Regions from separate parts of the Mus musculus genome. Here region 2 is linked to region 1. Evidence: chromatin contacts called from public promoter capture Hi-C data. All regions are on one chromosome and are shown on one strand. The core of a region is the stretch at or near the end of the contact, and the rest is flanking DNA. Distances in the headings are between cores, read along the strand shown.

Region 1 (7,200 bases), core at 4,667-7,166:
CTTTTCACAAGTCTGTCTATACTTCACACTAGGAAACCCTGTGACTGATGCTCCCAAAGATCGTGTAGCTTTGTGGCCATGAAATAAAATAACTACAGAGACCCCCCCCCCAGCTCTGTTTTGAATATCCATCACCTTTAGGGCATAGCTAACTGCAGTGTCTAAGAACCATTATGACTCTTTGTATATATGATTCCTTCTGCCCCAAAATATTTTGCTCATCTTCAATATGCAAAGTCCTACTGGACTCCTCCAGACTGTTCTAGGAGACCTTCTCACAGAATGTGGTTGCTCCACCCCTGGGCTTCCAAAGGTTTTGTTTTTGTTTTTTTGTTTTTTCAAGAGGGTTTCTCTGTGTAGCCCTGGCTGTCCTTGAACTCAAAAATCCGCCTGCCTCTGGAATTAAAGGCGTGCGCCACCATGCCCGGCTGACCAAAGGATTTGTTAACAAATCATTTTATTTATTTGTATGTGTACAGACATGTATACATACATATACATACATACATATATATATATACATACATACATACATACATAAAACACGCACACACAGTTACTTTTTTGGTTATTTTTTGTTGAAAGCCAGAGTCTCAGTATCTCTGGCTAGCCTCGAACACTCTATATAGACGGGGCTGGCCTTGAATTCAGAGATCTGCGGGCCTCTGCTTCCAAAGTGCTGGGACTAAAGGTGTGCAACACCACACCCGACGCCATATTATAATTTCCCATTTACTCTATTGTTGCAGACTGATAACCACCTTTGTATATTAGCTGAAAAACCTTTCTTCCATGCTGAATAAAACTAGGAGGGGAAAAGCCTACTTCTACATAAGCCCAAGTGACTAAATACATTAGAGAGCCTTCCAAGTACTTCTAACCACAAGCCTTTTGTTTATTTCACTACCAAAGCAACATTCTGAATATTTATTCAAAGTTATTCTATCAAATGTGACTCTATATTCTAGAATTAAAAGTACCTTTAGAAGCATTAAATCTCACTGACACACTCAATAAGCAATTTAACTCTTAAGCCATTTTATAGTGATGAGATAACATTCCCATTTTATCGTTTTACGATGACCTATAACGAACGCCATACAGTCTTCAAGACACCTGCATCTCACATTTATATAAGCCACTGCCTATAAAAGAACATCTGACAGAAACCACTTTGAAGACCGAGTATTTCAGCAGCTGCCTTACACTTTGACCATTCTACCACCTATACCAATGGTTTTCAACCTGTGGGTCTCAACCCCTTTGTAGGTAGGGTATTAAATGATCCTTTCACAGGGGCCAAATGTCAGGTATCCTGCGTATCAGATATTTACAGTATGATGCATAACCTTAGTAAAGCTATGGTTATGAAGTAACAACGATTATTTAATGGGGGGCTGGAGAGACAGCTGCTCTTCCAGAGGTCTCAGCACCCACATGGTGGCTCATAACCATCGATAATGAGATCTAGCGCCCTCTTCTGGCCTGCAGGCACACACACAGACAGGTGCTGTACGCACAATAAATCTTTAAAAAATAATAATTTAAAGGAGGGGGGTCACGAAAACATGAAGAATTGTACTAAAGGGTCGCAGTGTTAGGAGGGCTGAGAACCACTGCTCTCCATCAAGCTCAGGAGCAGTATCCCTATGAACCAGCACAACAGAATGACACCACTGTCCACTGTGAAGAAGTCAGGGGAAAGGAAAACATGTTTACCTTGGGAACTCTGGCTTAGCCTGGCTGAGGAGCGGGTGACTCGGGCAGATCGGCGCGAGGTGCCATCACTCTCTGAACTGTCTGTATGCTCGAGATCTGTAGAAAAATCGGAATCTTCGGTTCCATCTGAACTACTGCCTGCATTTCTCTGCAATACCATAGATCCAGACATTAGCACAAAAGCATTTACTACAGTTTTCTATTAGCACTGGAAGTAAAATGAACCATGATGCTGAAGTACCAAGTTCCAACATAAGGAAGGACTCCACCACCAGCCAGCCTTTCCCCTCCCTGCTGTGCAGAGGCGCTGCCCTTCCTTTCAGACATGCTAGTGGAATGACCTACAACCAAACCACCTGTACTCAGCAGACCGAGAAGAGAAGTAATTCTTCGTGTATTATCACTAATTCTGAAACAATCTGGACTGAATCACTAGAAATTGGAAATAAAAGCACCCAACCCAACAACAAAACACCCAAATCAAAATGGTCTGGCTAGTCAAGAAAAAAATAAAAAGGACAAACGAAAGAAAAAGCACAGTCCAGTGGCTGACAGCACAGGCCGCTCCGGCAAAGGACCCTAGTTCATTTGCCAGCACTTGCCCACTTGGTAGTTCACAACTGAAGTCTGTAACTCCCGCTCCAGAGGGAGCCAAATACCTCCAGCCTCCGCAGGCACCTGTTCTCACACATCCCTACACACATCCAGATAATTAAAATAGTACAACTAAACCTTAAAAAAAAAAAAGGAAAAGAAAAAGTCCAAGATGGCATATAAAATGTTATTGCTAGGCCTCACTGAACTTTGGGGTAAATTTTATTCAAATTCTCCATCAACAAAAATTATATTATATATTATAATATAATAAAAATTATATTAGCTGGGCATGGTGGTGTATGCCATTAATCCTAGGAGTAAGAAGATCTCTGTGAGTCCAGGGCAGCCTGGTCTACATAACAGAGTTCCAGGACAGCCAGAGCTACAGAGAAACCCTGACCGGGGTCATTTCAAAGTATGTTCTTGGGGCTGGAGAGATGGTTTGGTGGTTAAGAGCATTTGCTGCTCTTCCAGAGGACCTGGGTTCAATTCCCAACATCCATGGCAGCTTACAACTACCTGGAGCTCCAGTTCTAGGAGCTCTTTTTTTTTTTTTTAAGATTTATTTATTATTATATGTAAGTACACTGTAGCTGTCTTCAGACACACCAGAAGAGGGAGTCAGATCTTGTTACGGATGGTTGTAAGCCACCATGTGGTTGCTGGGATTTGAACTCTGGACCTTCGGAAGAGCAGTCGGGTGCTCTTACCCACTGAAAGAAATTAACCAAAAAAAAGATACAAATTATTTTCTTAACCATCAGTCCTCAAAGTTTCTCCACATGGATGTTATAAGTGCTGCTGGAAAGGAATTTATACTAAAAACTAAATAGGTATTCAAACCGGGCTTTTTAAAAATTAGATTTATTTTACTGTATGTGTGAAAGTTTTGCCTGTATATTGATCTCATACACGCCCTCGGAGGTCAAGGGAGGTTGTCCAGTCACCTGGGACTGGAGTCATAAGCGGTTGTGAGGCTTGAAACAAGGTGCTTGGAACCCAGTCCTCTACAAGAGCAATGAGTACTCTGACCAGCTGAACAATCCCTGCAGCCCCACGTGTCAGGTTCTCAGAAAAACGCATGCCACACCCTAGCCATAACTCTCGGCCTCTGGAAGGGTGATGAGCCATGAAGATTACTTTACCTAGTAAGCACTGACACGTGCTCTTTTCTAAGCTGGACAAAGAGTACTTGCTGAAATCACTACAACTCCTCAAACTCAGTCCTACTATCTTTGGCAGGAAAAGGGAGTGGGACAGACGAAGGACTGAACTCAGGGCTTCCCGGCAGTAACCACACCCCACTGAGCTATAGCTTAGTCCCAGGCCCCAACGCTTTATTCAAAGAATAAGCTCCCTGGGGCCAAGTATGTTTGGAGTTACTAGATTCTTACAGAGGACACATATATCCTGTGATTAACAACCCACACTAAAAACATTAATATTTTCTAGCAAACAGAAATTTAGTATCACACTACATGAGGCATATAAAAAAACTAAATAACCTAAGGATAGATTAGGACAGATTGGCCATCAACCAAGTTACCAACATATTTACATTTGGGTTTTGTTGGTTTTGAGATAGGTTCTTGCTATTTAGCTCAGGCTGGCCTGGAATTTATTATATAACCCAGGTTTGCCTTAAGCTCAAGATGAGCCTCCTGCCTCAGCCTCCAGGATGCCAGAACTACAGGTGTGTATCACTATACCCAGCAAGAACTTACATTTTCTTCTTCTTTTTGAGTCAGGACACCCCAGCATATCAGCCATGTGTACCTCAAACTATAGAGATCCACCTCCCAAGTGCTGGAATTAAAGGCTTGTACCATAACATCCAGGAAGAATTTACATTCTCCACTTTTACATTTGGAAACTGCTAAAAGGAGACTAGATCATTCCAACAAACCAGTAGGTCTGTCTCTTGTATTTGGTATGCCTGGATATAAATACTACCTGTCGAGCTGATGAGATGGCTCAGCAGGTTAAGAGCACTGACTGCTCTACCGAGGGTTCTGAGTTCAAATCCCAGCAACCACATGGTGGCTCACAAACACCTGTGCCCTCTTCTGGTGCGTCTAAACTCAGCTACAATGTACTCATGTATAATAATAAATAAATCTTTGGGCCTGAGTGAGCAGAGGTCCTAAAAATTCAATTCCCAACAACCACATGAAGGCTCACAACCATCTGTACAGCTACAGTGTACTCACATACATAAAATACATAAATTAATCTTTTAAAAAAATACTACCTGTCAACTCTGGTCATTGCAAGAGACATTAATGTAAATATTTAACTTGGAAAGCTTCCATGAAGAGTGATCTCTGCAGAAATATGAATACCAACCGTCTATCCATCCAAATATTTCATTCAAAAATCTGACCACAAGTAAATAGAGGCACAGAATGTCACTAAAAGGCAAACTTTAGGGTCATCTCAGCCAAAGACCCTGACACCCGTCCATGACCTATCAATTCTGCCTGGCTTAACCCTGAAAATCAGCTCTTTACTTATTTCCCACGTTAACGGCTTTCTTACAGTGTATACAATTTCAAGCAGAGACTGTATGAACTATGGTTCTTTGTGTTCTTCTCTCAACAGCGATAACCCTTTAAGCCAGTGATCACGCATACTTTTCGAATTCCTAGCAACTAGCACGTAACACTGCTCTTTGCATTTTACGACTGAACATATGGGGCAAATGTCATACAGTTCAACAAACATTTACTGACCAGGAAATGTCAAACTGAACAAATAGGTGGAAGACGGTGACTGAGACGCAACAGGCCTGCGAGCTATCCCTTGGGGGTGGGCGCTGGCTTTCTAACCACCCATCCTCGGCTTTGTTGTAATCCCCCCACCAGGAAAGGAAAGTGGTCTTCCCAACTCGCCTTTACAACACCTATCGCCATCTCTATCCGGAAGGGCGGGGCGTTGGTCGCCCCAATCCAGGCCTTGCTAAGCCGCACCCGCCACAAGAACAGACTGCAAAGCTGGGCCAATAAAGAGAAGGGAGAGCATTCGCCACAGCCAGTCGGAGAGCACCGGGGCCAGACCGAGACACCGCCCACGCACGCGGGGAGGTGACCGTTGGGCCCAAACAGGCGGCGTCACCATCCAATCAATACGCTTCTAGACATTTCCGCGACCAATTAACAAGAACGCCTCCGATCCGGGCAAGCAGAGGGCGGGAATAGTTACAGGCATAGGCCGAGGCCAGGGTCGGGCCCACATTTTTCTGTCTGGTACCGAGAGGAGACAGAGTAGCTAGGCTAGGTTCGGGGGACCAGAAAGTTGGAACCCAAGCACGACGAGGCGTGGCCAACCGCGTCACGTTACTCAATCGACTCCCCTTAGAAACCCGCCATCCCTTCTCTGCCATTTCTCACCTTCCTTCGCGGCATTGCCGGCGGCTGCAGCCCGACGGTTCCGATTCGGGCGGCGGCAGCACCAGCAGGAACGGGGGCTCCGGCGGGCTCCGTGGCGGCCTCTGTAGCTGTCCCAAACCCTGCGGACGATCCCAAGTGCCTCCTACCTCTCAGCGTCTAGAGCCTTCTGCGCAAGCGCCGCGGGCTGGAAGCGCCTATTCCTTAACTTCCGGCTGAGGCTTGCGTCACCTGACCTTTAGGCCAGTGAGGATCATGGGAAGCTCGAAACTCTTAGTGAGGCCAGTCAGCGCCATTTTGGAATTGGGCAGGAGACGGCACCAGTGGTGAAACCTTCGGCTAGACCTTTTTAGTTAGGTAGGCGGCATTCGTGTGGGATTAGGTAGCCATGATTGTTTGGGGCAGAAGTCTGGCAGTTGAAGGTAACCGTTTTCATCTTTACATTGGGCAAACTCTTCCTTCCTCGTCGTTTTAATTTGTGGCGTGGAGGGAGGAAAACCCCAGAATCCATCAGGTTGTCGATCTTTAACTCTTTCATTTCCTAGTCGGCCGAAGGACGTTTCCGTTCATTCTGTAAACTCCGAACTGGCAAGAGATATTTTGCCCAAGGAACTGCTGTAAGAGCTATTCCGTGTTCCGGAGTGGTGTGAATGGGGCTTGAATAAAGGATTGACAGGGTCGTTGTCGGTCTTGAAGTGGGGTAGAGTGTTCTCTTTATGCCTTGTCCTTGCGTTAAGAGAACAAGAAGTAAGTTATGAGATGATGCAGAGCCATTCTCAGGATGCCGGAGCGCCAAAGAATTTCCAGTTTATCTCTGTTGTGAAACGCCCCCGGCTTATCAGTGCTCTGCTTTGGTTTGAGATCTTTGGGTGGCCCGGAGAGGGGCGGAGGACGTGGTTTGAATGTGAGGGTGCTGTACCAAAAGTCGGAGAAGTGTTGAACCTCATTCAGCCCGTGTGACCTCTGTAGCACAAATGCAAGAGCCAAGAACTGAGTGGAGAGAGAAATAGTATTTTGAAAGACACTAGAAAGGGAGTGGGTATTCAAGTAATAATAAAAGGCCATAAGAAGAAGAAATTAAGACTAGAAGAAAGAGCTATACGAAAAGTCTGGAACCAGGTGGGGGGGTGGGGGTGGGGGTGCATGCTTTTTGAAGCAGGCAGATCCAAATCATGAGCTTACGGCCAGCCTGGTCTACATGGCCAGTTCCAGGCTAGATCCTGTCTCGAAAAAGAAAAGTCTGGAAAGTGGTTTGTAGGCCTTGAAGTTTTAGCCTCAGAGGACTTGAAAGAACCAAGGTGAACCAAGAGTGACTTGCTGGAATCAAAGCAACCTCAGTAATTACCAAGATAGAATTCTGGTTCCAGATTTGTGTGTGTGTGTGTGTGTGAGCTGAGCACGCACTCATGACCAGGTGAGTGCTCAGAGGACAACTTTGGGGAATAGATTCCTAACTTCCACCTTTGTGGTGTCTCTGGGATCAAACTCGGGTCATCCA
Region 2 (7,314 bases), core at 3,102-5,601, 1.7 Mb after region 1:
GAAGCCTTAGGCCATCAAGGCCAAGATGCCAAAAGGCCCCAAACTCAAGCGGCTGGCTTTCATCGCTCACCCTAAGCTTGGGAAGCGGATTCGAAGCTACATGGCCAAGGGTCAGAGGCTCTGCCAACCGAAGCCTAAGGTTCAAATAGAGGCAGGGGCCAAAGCTCCAGCTAAGGCCCAGGCTTCAGCTGCAGCCCTGGCTCCCAAAGGTGCTCAGGCCCCCAAAGGTACCCAGGCCCTTCTGAAGGCCCCATGGAAAAGGCTCCTGCCAGTGTGAAGACAGACGGACTGCTGTGACACACCTTCCCACACATTATTTGCAGATGACCAGTGTCCTTTGCTGTTTTTACAAGTAAACTCAGGCAAGATCAGAGAGGAGAGAGAGAGAGATCTGAAGGATGTAGGCAGTATCAAAATGGTAACTGGGTACTTGTTTAAACATTTTTAATGACATTGTATATGTGTGTGTGTGTGTGTGTGTGTGTGTGTGTGTGTGTGTGTGGTGCGAGAGCACATCTGCGTGGAGGTCAGAAAACAAACAAATTGATAGTCAGTTCTCTCCTACTATGTGGGACTTGGGATTGAACTTAAGTTACAGGCTTGGCAGCAAGCCCTTTTATGTGCTGAGCCATCTTGCCAGCCCTTTATTTGTTTGTTGGCTGGTTGGTTTTTCGAGGCAGGGTTTCTCTGTGTAGCCCTGGCTGTCCTGGAACTCACTCTGTGACCAGGCTGGCCTCAAACTCAGAAATCGCCTGCCTCTACCTCCCAGGTGCTTGGGATTAAAGGCGTGCGCCACCACTGCCAGGCTGTTTGTTTGTTTATAGACAGTCACTTAATTTGGCCTTGGCTGGCCTGGAAATTATAGAACAGGCTGGCCTCCAACTCAGAGATTTGCCTACCTCTGCTTCCCAAGTGATGGGACCAGAAGCATGCGCCCCCACACTTGGATCTATATTTATTTTAAGAGTTCTGTGTGGCAGACTGGGACTTCCTATGTAACTTAGGTAGCCTCGATCTTGTCAGTCTTCAGTGCTCAAGGACTGGGGTGACAGGCATATGCCACCCCCCCCCCCAATGGGAACAGGCTTGAGCCTGAGAGGATCTTCGACAGTCTAGAAGGCCTGGAATCTAGACCAAGAGAAGTGTCCGAACATAGTGATTCTAAAGCTCGGAGCTCTTGGTAAGGTGGGGTAGGAAATCAGTCTTTATGCTGGTTTGTTTGTTTTGCTTTGTGTTTTCAAGACAGGGTGTCTCTGTGTTGTCCTGACTGTCCTGGAACTCACAGAGATCTGCCTTGCCTCTGCCTCCAAAGTGTTGAAATTAAATGTGTGTGCCACCAACACCCAGCCAGAAATTAGTGTTTCAATTCAGGAGAATTCCTGATCCACTTGGGAATGTTCTCCTGGCCAAAACACCAGAAACGCAAGGATGAGCTGTTCAGCTGTTTTCAGATTAGACAAACTAGGTTCACAGCAGGGAAAGGACAGGAAGCATGAGTGTGTGTGCGTGTGCGCGTGTGCTGGGGGTGGGGGAGACTTTACCGATTGCAGGTAGAGGCTGTGAATATTCCGGAGTTTCTCTAAATTCCCGATACAAGTAATCCCTTCCCCGTCCAGGCGGACAGTCTCCAGTTCACCGAGAGTGTGAAACCTAGAGGAGAGTAAACAGGGTTCACACCTGTGGTCTTCAATAGATGATGGGAGGGAGGGAAGAGGAGACGTGTCTCACTCAAGGAAAGGAAGAGGGTAAGGGCTGAGTGGCTTTGAGATGTCAAGGACAGCTTCGTGACACCAGTCTAAGTCATGAGACTGGCTGGTCTCAGACACGTGGCTCTCCAGTGGTGGCGCGGAGAAAGCCAAGCACAAGCTGACAGGGGCCTTCTGGAAAGCTGCTAGGTGGCTGTCCATGCTTCCTGGAGATTCGGAACAAGAGCAGCTTTCCTAGGATGGTGGCGGCAAGGCTGGGGTGAGGATAGATGCAGAAAGACTCATGTCTCCTGGCAGAACCTTTCTCCCTTTCTAATGGCTATGGAAAGAAATCACTTGTTCTATCCTTATGCTCATTATTTCCAAATTTACTGAGTGTCCTCGGGAAAAATGACGTAGGCCCTCGGCCATCGTTATTAGGGAGTCCAACAAGATAACTATGACAGGTGGATGCCAGAGGCACAAAAGTGGGTACATGGACCATGTACCAACTCCACACTGGGGGCGTCAGGAACGTCCTAGAAGAGGTGACCAATGCATAGGCAGTGAGAGGCGGAAGGGGGAGGGGGACAATGCCGTGCATGCATGTGCTAATCCAGCTTGTCTTGAATTTGCATATGCCTGCGAATCCTTTGGGTACTGTAAGATGTGGATTCTAATTCAGTAGGTTTGAGCGGGTGTCCTTCTTTCTTTCTGGTAAAGGCAAAGAGCTTCGTGTAACCCTGGGTGGCCTCAGACTTTCTGTGTAGCGGTGGGGAATGAGCTTGAACTTCAGATCTTCCTGCCACGACCTCTTGAGGGCCAGGATTATACCACAGCCAGGTTATTGTGGTTGTTAGCGTGTGTTAGTTAGGTTATGTGGTTGTGTCCAGTGAGCTATATCCCCAGTGGAAATTCATTTCTAACAAGGCAAGCTCTCAGGCGATGCCAAGCAAGACTATGCATGGTATGAGTGCTGGAGAGAGGGCTCAGAGGCTGAGAGCATCACTGGCTGCTCTTCCAGAGGTCCTGAGTTCAATTCTCAGCAACCACATGGTGGCTCATAACTATCTTTGATGGGATCTAGTGCCCTCTTCTGACATGGAGGCTGGAATGAATTGTACACATAATAAAAAAAAAGAATGTTAAAAAAAAAAAAAGAAGCCGGGCATGGTGGTGCATGCCTTTAATCCCAGCACTCGGGAGGCAGAGGCAGGCGGATTTCTGAGTTCGAGGCCAGCCTGGTCTACAAAGTGAGTTCCAGGACAGCCAGGGATACACAGAGAAACCCTGTCTCGGAAAAAAAACAAAAACAAAAAACAACCAAAGAAAAAAAAAAGAAAGAAAAGAAAGAAAAGAAAAAAAGAACATGGTATGAGGAATTGCACACTTGCAGAATGTAGCTGTAAATAAGGTTGGTTAATGCTATTTGGATTTTACTCTGGCTGTAGTAGGTTGTTGAGGAAGTTTCTACCAGGGAGTAATTAGATTTATCATTTATAACAATCAATGGTGTAACAGCAGTATGGGAAGGCCAGACTGGGAACTGGGCGGAGAATTTTGAAGTTTGCTAAGAGGTGAGGTAGTGACCTCCAAGGCAGCTGAGGATGTATGAAAAAAATCGTCTTCAAGAAGTAAAAACCGCTGGGTGGTGGTGGCGCACGCCTTTAATCCCAGCACTTGTGAGGCATTGGCAGGTGGATTACTGATTTCCAGGACAGCCTGGTCTACAGAGTGAGTTCCAGGACAGCCAGGGCTACACAGAGAAACCCTGTCCCGAAAAAAACAAAACAAAACAAAACAAAAAAAAAAGTAAAAAAACCAACCGGAAAGTAATACTGATTAGTAAGTGGAGTAAGTAAGGAGAGAAAGTTTCAAAGTCAGTACAGCTCAGCAACCTGGACGTCACTGTTCCCGCCTTCTATCACCCCTTTCTCTCCTGTCCACTCACATCTTTTCTGACAGGTCTTCATCTCCAGGGAAGGTCAGGTTCCGCTTGGTGATAAGGGCTTCAGTAATGTGGACACCTTCCTCGGTTCTCTGGGCAGCTTTCTTAGCTGGGGAAAGATGAGCCTTTTGTCGCCTTGGGTTCATTTTTTTTTTTTTTTTTTTTTTTTTTTGGAAACCCGACCGACCTCACTGTTGCCCAACTGTTCTGTCAACTCACCTTCCTGCTCGTCTCCTGGCATGATCTAAAATAAACAGCGGCTGCTTGAGGCAGGTAGATGGACGAAGGCGAGCAGAGAAGCTTAGACGGTTGGGCTGGTTGAACCCAGGTTGGAGGGAAGACTGAGGAGACAAGGGCAGGGGGTTCTGAGAATTATTGGGGGTGCGGTGGAAAATAGGAGTAAATGGGAACGAAGGATCTGGAGTTAGAGGTGTGTAGCGTGGCTTTACTGGCCTTAAACTGAAAGGACCAGAAGGAATAGAAAGAACCGTTCCTTGAGGTCTCGCGTCGTTGCTAGGAGACTGGACGCCAGGTCTGACGGAACGGGGGGAGGGGGGGAAGAGGAGAAAGAGGCCCAGCTCCACGCATGCGCATAGCGGCCCTATCAGGCGCCACGCCCACTATTTCCGGGCCCGGGTTTTTGTTTTTTTTTTTTTTTTTTTTTTTTTTTTACTGCTGCCCCACAATCCTTAGCTACTTCCGTCTCCGCGCAGCGCGCATGGGAACTTCCTGTAGCGATGGCTGCGGCGGTGGCCGGGATCCTCCGTGGAGGTCTCCCGCCCCGGGCGGGTAAGGAGTGGCCCAGGGCCTCCCTGCACGCAGGATGGCGCTCTCTAGCCCTCGCCACCCTCCTTTCCTTCTGACCTTTCCCGTAATCTCTGACCGTCGACAGCTCTAGGAGACCCTGCCACTAGCCGGATCTCTGATTTGACTGGGTCATTACCTGCCGGTGACATCCCTTCCACAGCCCCTCCCCCCAAGCCGGGAATCACAGGACCTCGCTTTGGATTTTTCTAACCCTTCGCTCAGTTCTTACTCCTGGTCCCGGAGAGTCCTTTCCAGAAAATTTATGTATTCCTTCTTAAGGTCTTAGCCCAAACACAGATTCAAGTCTTCTCTCAACTACCCTCTCTCCATAAAGAGCAGGTTCTTTGGTGAAATTTACTTTTATCAATTCAGTCTAGTTTTGTTTATGCACGTGTCTCGTCTGATCTGTTAAACTTCACTGTGTCCATCTCAGCTGTGGTGTCTGCTGTTAATAGGCATCAGGCATTTAATGGGTAAATTTGACACCATACTGTAGGATTGTACTCATTGCTTCAAAGCAAAGGCACCTTGGGAGGAAGGCATTATTTTTATTTTTTAAAGAAGTATTTACTTTCTGTAAGTGAGTACACTGTTGCTGTCTTCAGACACATCAGAAGAGGGCATCAAATCTCATTACAGATGGTTGTGAGCCACCATGCGGTTGCTGGGAATTGAACTCGGGACCTCTGGAAGAGCAGTCAGTGCTCTTAACCGCTGAGCCATCTCTCCAGCCCCATCTCATCCCAAAGGCACTCGTAACAGCTCTTGTGGCCCTTAACCATAAAACCTCTCACCCTGGCAATCCTCTATATTACCTGGAGTCTTCTAGCTGATCTTTTCCCTACAAAACGACGCTATTGGTCTTTATGTTAGGGTTGAAAGAGTCACGTTGGCTCAGAGCTTTGAAGAATGTCCTTGGGTGCAGAGGGGACCTTCCAAGCTTTTCCTATTATCATCATTTTGTGCTATTGGGCACAAAAAGGTCAGAAGGCAGCTTGCGTGCCTCTTTTTCTTTTCTCCATCATAGGGGGATTCCAAGGGTTGTGTTTAGGTTGTCAGAGTTGGTGGGAAGTGCATTTATTGCACTGGATTAGTCGTCTCGCAGGCCTTAGTTTTGCAGTTTGAGTCAGGGTCTCATTAGTGAGGCTGATCTTGAACTCGGATTTCAGGTATTCACCATCTGACCTGAAGAAAGACTCCTTTGGGCGAATTGTGAGGTTGTTGTGTTTTTACCCCCTACTTGCTTCAAGTCATAGGAGCCTCAGAGCCGTGGGATGAAGCCATCATTAGCACGGGAAGAGTTTATTAAAATACAACTTTTTGGACCCCACCACCGAGTTTCAAATTTTATAGGTTTAGGGCAGGCAGGAAAGTATGTGCACTCCCACACAAAGCAGATGTTGGTGTCTTGATGGAGGTCTTTGTGCTTCAAGAACTGCTGCTTTGAGTGAGGACTGGCATGGTTGGTCATGGTGGTGTTCTTTCATTTGCTCTGTTTTTCTTGCTTGCTAGGGATGGAACCTCGGGCTGGGCAGGTAGACCAGTTCTGTACCTCTGAGTTGCAGTCCCAGCCCGGATGACTGTTTTATGAATAGTTTTACTGGAGCACGGTCTCTTTGCTTTACATATTGTTTGTGGCTGCACTGGTTTCTGGTTGGTTAGTTGATTTTTTATGTCTTAGTACCCCCAGCCAGCCTGAGCCTGGAACTGAGAGATGCCTCTATCGCCGAAGCCCTACGAGTGAAGATGTGCACTGCCATGCCCAGCTTGTTTCTTCATTTTAAAGAATACTATCCCACAGTGTAGCACTGACTGGCATAGAACTCAATGTGTAGACTACTCTGGCCTTAAACGTGGGGCAGCCCTCCTGTTTTCTGAGTGCTAATTTATATGCATGTTCCACCATACCTAGGATATTATTATTACTAATTTATTTTGTGTGTTTTGATTGCACATATAAGGTATATTACATTTCTGCCTGGTGCCTGCAAGTGTCAAAAGAGGGCTTTAGCTCCTCTGGAACTGAAGTGACAGACAGGTGGATGTGAGTCATCATGTGGGTGCTGAGAAGTGAACCCAGGTTCTCTGTCAGTCAAAAAGTGCACTTAACCACAGAGCCATCTCTCCAGCTCCAGCCACGTCCAGGCTTTTATGGCTGCTTTTAGCAGGGTTGACTGACAAACTATATGAACCCCCAAACTTAAAATATTTATTATTTGGCCATTTAAGGAAAGCGTTTTCTCAATCATCTCCTCATATGCTTTGATTATTAATTTAGGCTCTGCTTTGCTTTTTGAGGTGGTCTTGTACCTGGGACTGTTGTCTTACTAATGGCAATTCTGCCTTAGCCTCCTGAGTGAATTACAGTGTGCATGCTAGTCCTGGTTCTCCATCTCCCTTGTACTTTTAAAATACTTCATCTTGTAAAAAAAAACTTTTAAAATTCTAGGGCTGTACACAAGGAGGACCTGTGGAGGAGGACTGGATCTGTGGTCCACTTGGTAAAGTGCTTGCCAGCGCGCATGGGGCCCTGGATTTACCCCAGCAGGCTTAAAGCAGGCATGGTGACATAGACCTGCAGTCCTAAAGGCAGCACACGGGTGGAGTGGGCAGTGAGTTCAAGCCAGCCTGGGCTGTATGAGATCCTGTCTAAAGACAAACAAAAAGCAACAGTAACAAAAACCTAGAGAGAGGATTGAGCCTCTGCTAAGGTCACCCACTAAGAGGAGAAGAGAATTTTTTTGTGCCATGCCTAACTCTGTGAACCGTGCCTTTCTCTGTGGAGGTGGAGGTGTCGGTTGAAGACAAGCGAGGTCCTCCAAGGGGCTGTGTCTTATGTTGCCATCTCCCCTTGTAGCTTGGCTGCCCACCCTC

Evidence for each region. Promoter capture Hi-C pulls out the DNA fragments that hold promoters and counts their contacts.
Region 2: a contact with region 1 is called in a promoter capture Hi-C map of liver, with 2.8 times the contacts expected there. The contact joins the promoter of Mrpl10 here to the promoter of Kat7 in region 1. A contact is called at or near these places in 3 of 39 promoter capture datasets (hippocampal neurons, liver and pre-B cells), 1 of 484 Hi-C or Micro-C datasets (B cells), 1 of 115 datasets of contacts at active chromatin or transcription factors (astrocytes) and 1 of 9 other capture datasets (liver).

What each region holds. Positions count from the first base shown.
Region 1 is chr11:95,304,330-95,311,529 of GRCm38.p6, forward strand. It overlaps Kat7 (K(lysine) acetyltransferase 7), which reads right to left and starts at 5,917. Exons shown (of 15, transcript NM_001195003.1): 1 at 5,706-5,917; 2 at 1,720-1,867. The coding sequence starts at 5,720. It overlaps Gm11520 (predicted gene 11520), which reads left to right and starts at 6,087. Exons shown (of 3, transcript NR_155298.1): 1 at 6,087-6,124.
Region 2 is chr11:97,037,231-97,044,544 of GRCm38.p6, forward strand. It overlaps Mrpl10 (mitochondrial ribosomal protein L10), which reads left to right and starts at 4,352. Exons shown (of 5, transcript NM_026154.3): 1 at 4,352-4,422; 2 at 7,298-7,314. The coding sequence starts at 4,371. It overlaps Lrrc46 (leucine rich repeat containing 46), which reads right to left and starts at 4,139. Exons shown (of 8, transcript NM_027026.2): 1 at 3,853-4,139; 2 at 3,637-3,742; 3 at 1,542-1,650. The coding sequence starts at 3,874. It also overlaps the pseudogene Gm11533.